2 separate regions of the Anas platyrhynchos genome follow, and region 2 is linked to region 1. Evidence: chromatin contacts called from public Hi-C data. All regions are on one chromosome and are shown on one strand. The core of a region is the stretch at or near the end of the contact, and the rest is flanking DNA. Distances in the headings are between cores, read along the strand shown.

What was found. A called contact is a pair of places that touch in the nucleus more often than the background predicts.
Region 2: a contact with region 1 is called in a Hi-C map of subcutaneous adipose tissue, with 2.3 times the contacts expected there. The contact joins two enhancer-like sites. A contact is called at or near these places in 5 of 8 Hi-C or Micro-C datasets (F1 follicle, liver, skeletal muscle and 1 more).

The regions. Positions count from the first base shown.
Region 1 is chr26:1,126,810-1,132,601 of IASCAAS_PekinDuck_T2T, forward strand. It overlaps VPS45 (vacuolar protein sorting 45 homolog), which reads left to right. Exons shown (of 14, transcript XM_027444478.3): 9 at 184-297; 10 at 813-980; 11 at 3,921-4,079; 12 at 4,720-4,827; 13 at 5,144-5,265. Among named protein-coding and RNA genes, the nearest start is that of VPS45, 7.5 kb to the left of the region's middle. Within about 2 kb of position 2,737, at least 5 of the 8 cell types and tissues checked have an H3K27ac peak or open chromatin away from gene starts, as enhancers often do. A contact at or near this core is called in F1 follicle and subcutaneous adipose tissue, where this site is marked.
Region 2 is chr26:1,185,850-1,191,641 of IASCAAS_PekinDuck_T2T, forward strand. ANP32E (acidic nuclear phosphoprotein 32 family member E) reads right to left here. Exons shown (of 7, transcript XM_027444476.3): 7 at 4,892-5,792. It overlaps LOC106020224 (a long non-coding RNA gene), which reads left to right. Exons shown (of 2, transcript XR_003492521.3): 2 at 1-65. Among named protein-coding and RNA genes, the nearest start is that of ANP32E, 14 kb to the right of the region's middle. Within about 2 kb of position 3,387, at least 5 of the 8 cell types and tissues checked have an H3K27ac peak or open chromatin away from gene starts, as enhancers often do. A contact at or near this core is called in F1 follicle and subcutaneous adipose tissue, where this site is marked.

The DNA.
Region 1 (5,792 bases), core at 1,487-3,986:
GTGATGCAAGCGACATCTGATGAGAAATAACACAGCTGGTTCGGGGTTTTAAATAAAACCTGGGCCTGCCTCAAAGCTGCTTGCTGGGTTGGGTCTCGGGCAGATGATGCATGGTGGCACATCAGTGCACCAAGGCTCCTGCCTGAGTGACTTTCTCTCACATCCCCTTGTTGTTCCCTGCAGAACATGTACCTGAACTTCGCCGAGATCGGCAGCAACATCAAGAACCTCATGGAGGATTTCCAGAAGAGGAAACCCAAGGAGCAGCAGAAGCTGGAATCCATCGCGGATATGAAGGTAACAAAGCAGTGTCTCACTGGAGACCAGACACTTCTCCAGGCTGTTCTGCAGTATGATCTACGAGCTTGCTCCTTCTGCCTGCTCTCTAAGCTGCTGCTCAGAGCTTGCTGGAACCCAGCAGCCCCCCAGCTGAACCTGTAAGCCCTCATTTAAGTGCCTGGCTTAACCCAGCACGGCTGTGCGGAGGTTAGAGCTGAGCTGGCTCACCTGGCAGCTGCTCCGAGCACAGGCTGATTCATTTAGTCACCGCTGAAGATTTAAAGAATCCTGGCAATGTCTCTGGAGATACTTTCCATATCCTTGTGTTTAAAGAGTAAACCAAAAGTGCAGCCAAACATCTTGTAATTGAAGAAAGCTTCGGGGCTTCTGGATTTGAGGGGTGTGAGCATCCATATACCGGCACCAGGCTCGCTTACGGTGAGGCAAATAAGTGCCTGCGTGCAACCCAGGGACGAGCTGGATGGTTTTTGCTGTTATTTGAAGAATTGATTGCTTTGCTTTCCCCTCTGCAGGCGTTTGTGGAGAATTACCCGCAGTTCAAGAAGATGTCCGGCACGGTGTCGAAGCACGTGACGGTGGTGGGCGAGCTCTCCCGCCTGGTGGCCGAGCGCAACCTGCTGGAGGTGTCGGAGGTGGAGCAGGAGCTGGCCTGCCAAAACGACCACTCCAGCGCCCTGCAGGTACCTTAAATCTTCCTGCTTTGATCCCGTTGCCCCCCCGGTTGATGGAGGTTTGGTACCGAAAACCAGGGGGAGTGGTGTGTGCAGATATCCCGCAGGGCTGGGGCTCTGGGGGTTGGGATTGCTCCTCTCCTCCCCGTTCGGTTCAGATGAGGATGAATCATAGTTAATAACTGGCTGGAGAAGCATCTCTGCAGATTGTCTTTGCATTTCACACGCCGCGTTCCTGCGTTAGATGCAGTCAGCTGGCTCCTGGCAGGCTGCCTGCAGGCACCGCTAAATCAAAGCTTGGCCCCTGAGCAGCACTGGGTGAAAAATGGAAACCAAAAAGTGGCCTAAACCAGGCTGCTCCTTGAGGTGGCAGGTTTTACTTTTCTTTAAAAAATAAAAAACTGTGAAAAGCCTCCTAGAGAAAAGATTTCGTTGGCAAAGAGGACTGCAAAAGCCTAAAAGAGGCTTCTGTTATAGCTGGGTATAGACTGGAGGTCTGACCCCGTGCTGGCTTGCTGGATTCCACGACCTGACCTCCCATCTGACAGCACGTCGGTAACGACAGGTCGGGGCTGCTGCCTGGTCAGGGAAAATAGCAGCATTGTCGAGAGGGGCTGTGTTAGAGCAGAGTTCAGCCACTGCTTCAGTATTAAAAAGCGATTCCTTAATTTTTTTTGTGGCTAGGGTAGATGATACGCTGCGTAACGGGCTCCTTTATGCAGCACAGCAACACTCGGACAGGAAAATAAGGCTGAGCATCTCCAACGGGTGTGAGATACCCGTCTTCTCGGGCTGTTACGCCGTGCTCCAGGTGGGTGGCTGAGCGATAAGATCAGTTCTTCAGGCACTGCCAGGTCCTGAGCAGGTGTGAAGCAGGACAGGCCTATCAAAATCCCTGCAGCCACCCAGATTTGGGAGCACAGAGATGTGATCCGATGGCTTTTGATTCATAGGTGCAGGGTGGTTGCTGGAGCTCACCCAGGTGCTCGTTTGGGTGCTGCTCTGCCCGAAATGGGTGCTTCTGCCCTTCTCACAGTGCTCAAGTTTGTTCCCAGCTCCATGCTGGAGGAGCTCTGGTGTGCTTCTGGCAACTGAGAGGGACTGAAAGCCGTGTAGAGGCTAGAAAATAACTGCAAAGTTGCAAAAAACGATCTGGGATCTTTCTGCACGAGACAGAGATCAGCATCTCTGGAGCTGCCCCGTTCCCTGTCGCAGTCTCCTAACGGCAGCGCCGGGGCAAGGCCACGGGCACAATGAACAAGGCAGCGCACGAAATAAAGGCAAGATTGTTCTGCCCCTGACGTAACTTCAGCAATTGTTAATTTCTCTGGCAGCCAGGGCCCCCAAGCACAGGACGTTTTGGTTACTCTTTCCCCGCTCTCATTAATCCCCACGTTGTATGGGAGCCTTGAGGGGAGGTTTGGGATCCCACCTCCCAGGCTGGACAAGAGCTTTTCTGTTCCCCGAGCTCCCCGCGGGCACGGGCAGTGCTGCTGTGCTGCCAAAAAGCTCGCAAGCCAACATCTCCATGGGATGACTCCGTCCTTCCCTGTACAGGTGAAGTCCTGACCTCAACAAGGTTTTTACCCTTCGCCTCGGGGATCCTCCCCCAAGCCAGGATTTCAGCCCCTATTTCTGGGCAGATAACGGCAAGCGGAGCTGAATCAGCTGGGGAAACGGCAACGCTTTCCCAACATTGTTTCACAGCTGTTTGCAGGATGTTTCCGCGCTGCCTATCTGTCCTGGGAGGGTGGGAGAGCCCTGCAGAGATACGCTGGGCTTTTTGGAGCGTTTCAAGGTCACGTTTGCTTAGGGTGGAAACAATCCTAGCTGGTTCCGTCCCTCGCTTGGAACTGCCACTAACGCAGCTGTACAACTGGCAGCTCCTCTAATTCCCTGCGTTGGAGCTAGGGCAGGCGGATTGTTTTGCTTTCACAGGGAGAATTTCAGACTCTGGGGTGTACTCAAGCATCTGCCCAGCCCCGACCAGATGCCCGCGAGCACCTCCAGCAGTCGGCGCCTCTTCTGCCAGAGCCACCTCCGAGCTCAGAGCTGAGAAGCTTCTCACTCCCACTGCTCCCCCAAGCTCCCAGCCTGGCTCTCGTGTGTGTTCTCGTAGCTCCAAGGCTCTACCCAGTGACTGAGAGGGTGCGGAGAGGAATTAAGTCCTTTTTCTTGGAACGAGGAGGCCCTAGTGATTCTGTGGCCAGCTGCCAGCTTACACGAGCCTTTATATCCTGCCCACGGTCCTGTGGGGGTTCCATATCTTCCCTGGGAGTGGTCTGTGGTTCAACAGGCAGCTTTTTGGGGCGTGCACCCTTCGTATTTAACATGGCACCGTGTTCCCTTCAGCAGGAAAAGTAACAATCTCCGTGCTGGAAGGAAATACCCGTGGGTTTTGTATTTCCCTCTCCGCTGCTGTCGTTTTGCTTTGCCTTTTCCTGCTTTAATTCCTTCCTTCCTTCGCTTCCAAGCGCTTCGTGCTCGTCCCTCTGCTTCCCACACCCAAAGACTGTCTGAGTGTGATGCTGCTCCTCCACAGCTTCCGAAAGAAACCAAGATCCTTGCAGTTGTGCTCTTGGCTCTTGGCAGTCAACCTGCGGGCCAGCCTTTGCTTCACTGAGGTTGGGAAGGAGAAGAGATGAGAAATTCCTACGCGTGTCTGCTGCAGGGGGGGGCACACACCAAGCTGAGCTCTCCCTGCAGCACATTTTGGGGAGTTAATAACCCAGCAGGACCGGGTTACGAATCCCCAGGCCCACAAAAGCAGCTCGTGCTCCGCTCGCCCTGACTGCAGAGCCCTCCAGAAGCTCGGCTCCGTTCCTTCCTTCCTCCCAATTTAATTCCCTCGCGTCCCTCCTCTGTGCAGTGTTGTTGCTAGGCAGTGGGCTCGCTCTCGGTCCGATTTCACGTCCTTCAAAGGCCTCTCCCTCTCTCCCTCTCTTGCAGAACGTGCGGCGCCTGCTGCAGAACCCCAAGGTGACGGAGCTCGACGCCGCGCGGCTGGTGATGCTCTATGCCCTGCACTACGAGCGCCACAGCAGCAACAGCCTGCCGGGGCTGCTGACAGACCTGAGGAACAGAGGGGTGTCAGACAGATACCGCAAGGTAGCTGCCACGTTTCCCCTTCTGCTGGGGCAGGAGGGAGATTTGGGATGTGTTCCTCGGGGGAAGGTGCCTGGTGGTGGGGTCTCGGCGTAGCACAGCGCTCTTTTTGTTGCTTTTCCACCCCAAAGAGAGCCCGGAGGTCAGCTGGGGGCTGCGGGTGCTGCTTCACAGCTGATTCCCTAATTCCCTGTTCCAAAAGCAGTGATGTTACAAAGGATTTTGGTGAAGCAGAGCATGCCAGGAGGCTGCTACAACCAGCGTGGGGCATGGACACGGAGCCCAGTGCGTGCTCCTTTTGCCTGCCCCCAGCTCCTGCTGGCGAGGCAGTGGCTGCAGGGATGTGCTGAGCCCGCAGCAGGAGCCAGGCTGGGAGGGAGAGGGTGGCAGCGCCTGGCAAATGCGGAGAGCAGCTGGAGAGGAGGTGGAGAAGCAGAATGATGTCACCTCGCGTGGAGGATCTGCTCGCCCTGCAAAAGGCTGCGGGAACGACAGCCCCTCTCCTTGTGCAGGCAGCGTCACGGCGCTGGGGCTCTTGTTGGAGAGGGGGAATGCGTCTCTTCTGAGTGCTGAGTGGACAGTAACTGCCTGGAAACAGCTTCCCTGTGTTAAAAAGATTCTGGTTTTGCCTCTCTCTGCACAGCTGGTGTCTGCTGTTGTGGAGTACGGAGGGAAACGGGTCCGGGGCAGCGACCTGTTCAGTCCCAAGGACGCTGTGGCAATCACCAAGCAGTTCCTCAAAGGTCTGAAGGTACGGCTCTGCCACGGGTGAGATAACAAAAGCTGTAGTCAGAATCACAGCCACAGAGCAGGACTCTCACGGGCTGCAGTGCCACATGGTGTGGCTTTCAGCGTTTAATAGTAAGTGCAGGGAGCATTAGGGCAGAATTCTCATGTAGATGATGGGAGTTGGTTGCAGAAAAGCCCCCCTAAACCTCGACTCAACGGCTAACACTTGCTGTATCCATCAGATAAATGCTGGGGCTTTTTGAACGTGGCTTTGCTGATCATCTCAGCCTGCTGCCTCGCTGTGTTAATTCCTGACAAGAGCTTCTTCTGCGCTGCAGGGCGTTGAGAATGTGTATACCCAGCACCAGCCTCTCCTGCAAGAAACGCTAGACCAGCTCATCAAAGGGAAACTCAAGGACAGCCAGTTCCCCTACCTGGGGCCCAACACTCTCCGGGACAGGTACGTGGGGCCTTGTAGGGCAGAGCTGGGGAACTGGAGCACGCCTGCTCCTCCTGCTGCTGCCACCTGCTCTGTGGTTTGTCCCTGGGTGAAAAAAACACCTCGGGCTTGTCAAAGAAATGTCCTGATGGTGTAGGTGGTGGCTGTGCTCTCAGGTAGGTGCTGGGGAGGGCTGTAAAGACAGACATAAGGCTTCCTTTCTTCGTGTTCAGCACTGGCCGAGTCATCAAGACCTGACATTCCTCTTGTAAGAGCTTAGGTAAGGGATAATGCCACTGCACCACGCTGCCGGGATGTTCACATGATGGATTTCAGCATGCCCCCTAACTTCACTCCATACCATCTGGCGTTTATTTGCAGAGTCCCAAAAATAGCCCAACTGCTAGCTCTCCCTTCTGAGCCAGTTACTATTTCTGAGCGGAATGGGATCTTGCTGAACGTGGCTAATAACTGAAATTGAAAAGGGCCCTGGCTGCCTGCTTCGAGCTGACTTTGCTGGAGCTCAACTCATCTGTTGTCAGTGAAGT
Region 2 (5,792 bases), core at 2,137-4,636, 60 kb after region 1:
AACAGGGCAGCACAAAGACGCGAATTAGTTTAATTTTCAAGGCTGATCCTATTATTTAAGATCATCTGACAGTGATGAAAGAACAGAGAGAAGAAAATATTATTAGTTTTCAGAACCACAAATTATCAAAGGCATGTATTCGGTACTTCATGCATTCCGAATTTATGTATTTCGGTATTAATAAGTTTTTACTGTAAGAGGGGAGCTCATTAGTAACAAACAGCAGCAGAGGAGAAATACCACAGTGTACTTTTCGGCAGAAGAACAACTATGAGTCATCGCTGTGATGAAGCTAAGGGAAAAAAAAAATGCGGTTCTAGAAGATATTGAGAAAGGCACTTGCTACAAAGACGTGCTAGTATCAGCATCGTTATCATCAGGAGCTCTCTCCCAGCCTTAGGCTCTTAATTAAACATTATTTCTGCATGTCCCCAGTACTACCACAAAAGATGGATTCCCAAGGGAGAAGGATGTGGCAAAATTATCCCATTTTCATTGCATCCCCCAGGTTTTCAACTAGGTTTTCCTTCAAGCTTTGCTCTGAGGCCCTTGCAGGAGCGTATCAGGGGAAACACACCATCGCCCAAGTTTATCACACAGTTACCACACAGCTTTAAGCAAATAAACAAATGAAATCAAACTTTGTCAAGTGATAGTGGTCTAACTAACAGACTCCTTCATCCTGGGGGAAATAAAATATATTTTAAAAAAATAATTTTAAAAATAGAGAGATTTTCAGTTTTCTTTAAGCTCCCAATGTCCCTGAGCTAAAACACCCGATGGATGCTCCTCCACCAGAAGAGACCAAGAGGTCTCTGGGGTTGGGAACATGATGCCAGCAAGTCTTCTGCCAAAGTCAGTATTAAAAAAAAAAAAAAAAAAAAAAAAAAAAAAAAACTGTTAAGAGAATTTATTTAAAAAAAAAAACCTCCACCCTCAAATAATATCTTGAGATAGATTATTTGGAGATTTATATTTTTATGTTTTGGAGAGTTCTATATTTTTATATAAATCTACTTGTGTAGAAAGTACATGAATATTTTGTTTTCCTCTAGACTATGTTCCTTATGTTCTAACTAACAAAAAATACCAAGCAAGCTGAGAAAGAATAGCAAAACAATTTTATTCTTAAATACCACACTGAAAATCATAAAAAAAAAAAAAAAAAAAAAAAAAAAAAACGAATCTTAATACGTAAACAGCCCATTCGAAGCAGTGCTTCATCTACCCAAGGCCTGTTTTCTTTTTTCCTTTCATTTTCCCTTTTCTCACAACCCCTGAGATGCACGATGTGTGTTACACCCCTGTCTGAGCGTGTGTTTCCTCCCACCCTGGGGGTCCCTGGGGATGACAAAGGGATGCGGTGAGCACCCGTGGGGCAGATCCAGCGCTCGGCCGTGCTCAGCACATCGGGGCAAAGCCACCCCGGGGTGCACAGTTCCCGAAGACGCTTCCAGGAACCTCGAATAAGATTATTTGCGCAACTGTTTTAACGGACAGAAACTATTAATCTTCAACTAGGAGGCGATGAGGAACTCTCATTTGCTCCCCCGCACTCATCGATACAATTATTTTATTTGAATTAGTTTTACTGCAGGACGTGCACATCAAACGCACCATTTTAACATATTAATACAGGAAAAATACCTCCTCTTTTCCAACACAAAACCAAACATGAAGTCTGTGGTCATTTTTTTTTTCTGGAACAGAATGCTTTTCCTCAGTGCAATGAGTTCCCAGCTTTTATGTACAATGTGGTTTTCTTTTGGTTTGTTGTTGTGGCCATACATTTATTTTTGGATTCTCCCTCAGTTTTGGCAGTTAAATTTGAAGCATGACTGAAGGGTTTCCTCAATTGTTTTGGGGGGCTTTTTGTTTGTTTTTAAACGAGACGCTCAAAGCAGAAAATGAAGCATGCTATAAACTTTAAAATTAAAGTTTTTATAAAAAAGCGTTCTCCAAAAGAATAAGCTATAACTCCAGTGAAAAATCTGCCAAGAGGAATAGCACCAGAATTTTCCCTGCCGCAGGCTATGCCCTGCAGAAACAAATTTGCTGCCATCCTGCTCCGAGCAGCTGCTCTCGCTGACTTTTTTTGCTGCCATCCCGTGCATTTTGCAACCCATGGGCAGCTGCTCGCTTGCCAGTGCTGCTGATCGGCAAACAGCAAATGGTGAGCGTGAGCGCATACTTACAACTCAGGCAGCAAACCCAACCAAAACTGAGAGACTCAGAAAGCAGAAAAGGAAAAAAATATTCTTATCACTTCTAAACTGATCTCGTTCTTTTGGTTCGGACATCTGCAATGTTTATGATTGGTGAAACTGGTCTGCACATTTTTAGTGCACAGCAACTCTATTGCTGCCAAAATCAACACACACAGTATTTCGTTTACAGTTGAATGGGGCAAAATGTTCTTTTGGATAATTCACACTACTCCGTCATACAACTCAGGGTATTTTTCACTGTTTTCCAAGCCTGCATTCCTGAATCTATGTCCATCCACTTCCCCTTTATCACACAATACACACGAAGAAGCTCGAAAGCACGCTCCCTGAAGGCTAGGGGGTGAAGGACCCTCGTGGTGGTGTGTTCTCAGCAGTATGGCTTTTTGAGCTAAGTTTCACTTGGGGGAGAAGAAGGATAATTAGCAGTCCAGGAGCGTATGGGGATGGTTTTAGGTGAGCCCCTGGTTCCACCACACACCAACAAGCAGCCTCTCTGCCCTGGACCAGGGCTCAAACAGTCCAGTGAAGGGAAGGTGCATGGTTTAAGAGGCCACAGACCCCACACCAGCAAGGTCTACATGAAATCAGGCAGAGCCACAGGAGGAGGGCGGCGAGGACTGGGGAAGCCATCAGGTAACCCCACATCCACCATGCTTCCAGCTCAAATGTGGGGAACAGGCACATAAGATGCACCCGGAGCATGAGCTACATGAAAACATAAATCTTTTTTTAAAAAAAATTATCTATAGCTAACTAATTTGATTTGTTTTTCTCCTTCGAGGTAGCAAAGCACAGCTACACTCATCCTCCCTCATGACGAACATTGGGAACTACTCTGGGGTTCGTGTTTAATCTTTCTTTTTTTTTTTTTTTTTTAATTGGGGGGTTGGGGGTCGGACTCGGTACTAAATTTTGCTTTTCACACCAAAACACCTCTGCTTTGTGACCAGACAGACGGACAGGACAAGCCTCTGTGAGGGGACGGGGACCCAGCCTCCCTCAGCAGATACAAGCCATGGGCGCGGGCAGCCGCCATTACGGAGCGACCGTTGGAAGTGGGCGGGGAGAGGGGGCGGGGCATCGCCTCAAAGCGGCCCCAGGACTGGGCGGGCTCGCACGGAGGGGCGGAACTGCGGCAAATCTCAGCCAATCAGCGGCAGGGACGCGAGGCTCGGCCCCTGCTGCCCGGAGCCGGGGAACCCCGTGGCTGGCGGTTTCCCGCTCTCGGGGGGCCCCGCGCGGCCTCAGGCGGGGCTGAGGGAGAGTCCTTGGGTGGGGGGGAGGGGGGAGCTCGTGAGGGGGAAGCCGCTTACAGCGTCCCTGCCCCGGAGGGAAGCGATAATAGTGGAAATAAAGAGATAAGAGCCCACAGGGGTGGTGTAAGGGGGCTGGAAAAGCGATAAAAGGGGCAACAAAAGATGAGGAAGCCGCCCAGCCGGCCTCCAGCAGGACTCGCCTTCACTGCGACAAAATGGAGGACAGCAGGGCCCCCTGGGGCTCTGCCGGAGCTGGGTGCGGGCTGGGGCGCTGCCAGCCCTCAGCAACAGCCCCTTGGCTTCCCCTCAGGGAGGTGGCCGCAGGGGCCGTCCCGCATTTGGGAACCGAGGCAGGGAGGAAGGTGGTTTGGTGCAGGTCACGGCAAGCTGCTCGCCTCCACCAAAGCGAGCCCACACCCGCCCCTCACCTCGAGTTTTTGCCTATTTTGAAGGCATGCCTACACAGCACCAACTTTCCTCTCAAGCTCCCTTGTCGTGCGTGTGCCAGAATGATGTAACTCGGGTTTAGTTTGCATAAAGCCACCCGTATCCCCCCAAAGGAGGCTAAACTTCCACTGTTAAAAACAATCCTAAAGCTTCGCTTTGCCCGTTTGCCCTTGCTCCAGTGGGCAAATTGCTCCGCAGGGAGCAAGCACTGATGGAAAGGCAACTGCTTACCCTTCCCACCCTCCTTTAAAAAAAAAAAAACAACAACACACACACACAGAAAACCACCCATTTCTTGGCTAATCACTCATCTGGTAGAAGAAAAGCCTGTTTAGTTACTAGCTTTCTTAAGTGTGTCCAGGGGATTTTTGCCAAGAATGCTGGACTAATCCCAAAATAAAAACAATGCTATGTCTAGCTGTATAGGAGAAGCAGCTCTTCCCCCCCTTATTTTTTTTTTTAAACATTGTTCTTGAATGAGAAGTAATTTATACACACCAAGGCAGCTACTTTGAGGGAACAGTGTTAAGCTTGCGGCTCGGGCTGCCAGACACATCGAGTCACCATTTCTGAAGAGCAAAATGCAGTCTCTAGATTTTCAGTTTTGTTTCTTAAGACTCGCCAGACTTGTATAACTAAACTACACTGAAATAGTACGGATTTACAGAGTATGCAAAAGCCCTGTCAGCTCCAACACTCATTTCTGTACTAAACTCATCTGGAAACACTAAGCGAGCCATGCAAACATCACCATGGGTTGTACATTGCGTCCTTCCTCGACCACGGCAACGTTACCAAGACCTCCAGTACCATTAAGTACCATCTCTAACCCCACGACACACGGTTCTGGAGGCTTTTCAGCAGCTAAAAAGACAACAGGAATGACTGATTACCTCTTACTCCGTTCCTGAAGACGGACGGTATTCTCCTCTTCACAGCTGTACATACTAAAAGAAGTAATCCAATACAATAGTCTCAATTTATTTGAAATAATTCAGTTTGAAAACTTTTTAATTTAAAATTTACAGCACACGTGGGGAGGAAACATGTTTTGTTACAACTAAAAGTTATCAGAAGAGTGCTGCAGGGTTGTTTTCTTTAATTTAACACTGTCATGGCTTTATTCAAAACACAGTTGCACAAAATCTGTTACTCCAAAGTTTAAGGAAAGAGTTTGATAAGGAACCAAAACACACTATATACATACTGCCATACAAAGAGCATTAAAATAGGACAAAACCTCTACAAAATATAAAACCCACCCTTACATATTTGCATGAAAAGACCACCCACCAAGCAAAAAAGTTTCAAAAGTTATCTGGAGGCTCTGTATTATTTATTCTTAAAAAATGCTATGCTGTTTAATTGCATGCCAAGCTGACAAATATGAAACTATACTTAGATGGTAACGCTGAGGAAAAGACAAAATTACTTAGGAAGTAAGTTTTGTGTGAGGCTCAGTTTCTGAGATGTAGCAGCCGACGCACTACACTGCAAGTTGGCTTTAGGAAGCGGTAAGTTTGCATATCTTAGGGAAAGTCTGCTAACCCCTTCTAAGTTCATTTTGTTTTGTCACATTAGCTCATTCAACGTTAAAATTGGGCTTGTTTACTGAAACAAGACCAGTTCTGAAATAATTTTAATTCATCAAAATAGTAAATGTTTCCATTTAAAACTAATTCTATATGCATCAGTAAGAGATAGTTAAGGAAAACCCTGATAACGAAGTCCTTTAAAAGTACACGCTTATAAATAAGTTTTCAATCATTCGCTGAGGCTAAAAAAATATAGCAAAAAGGATGGGAAAACACTTCTCTATCTCAAAGCTGAACACAAAGCAACTGCCTTGAACACAGAGCCT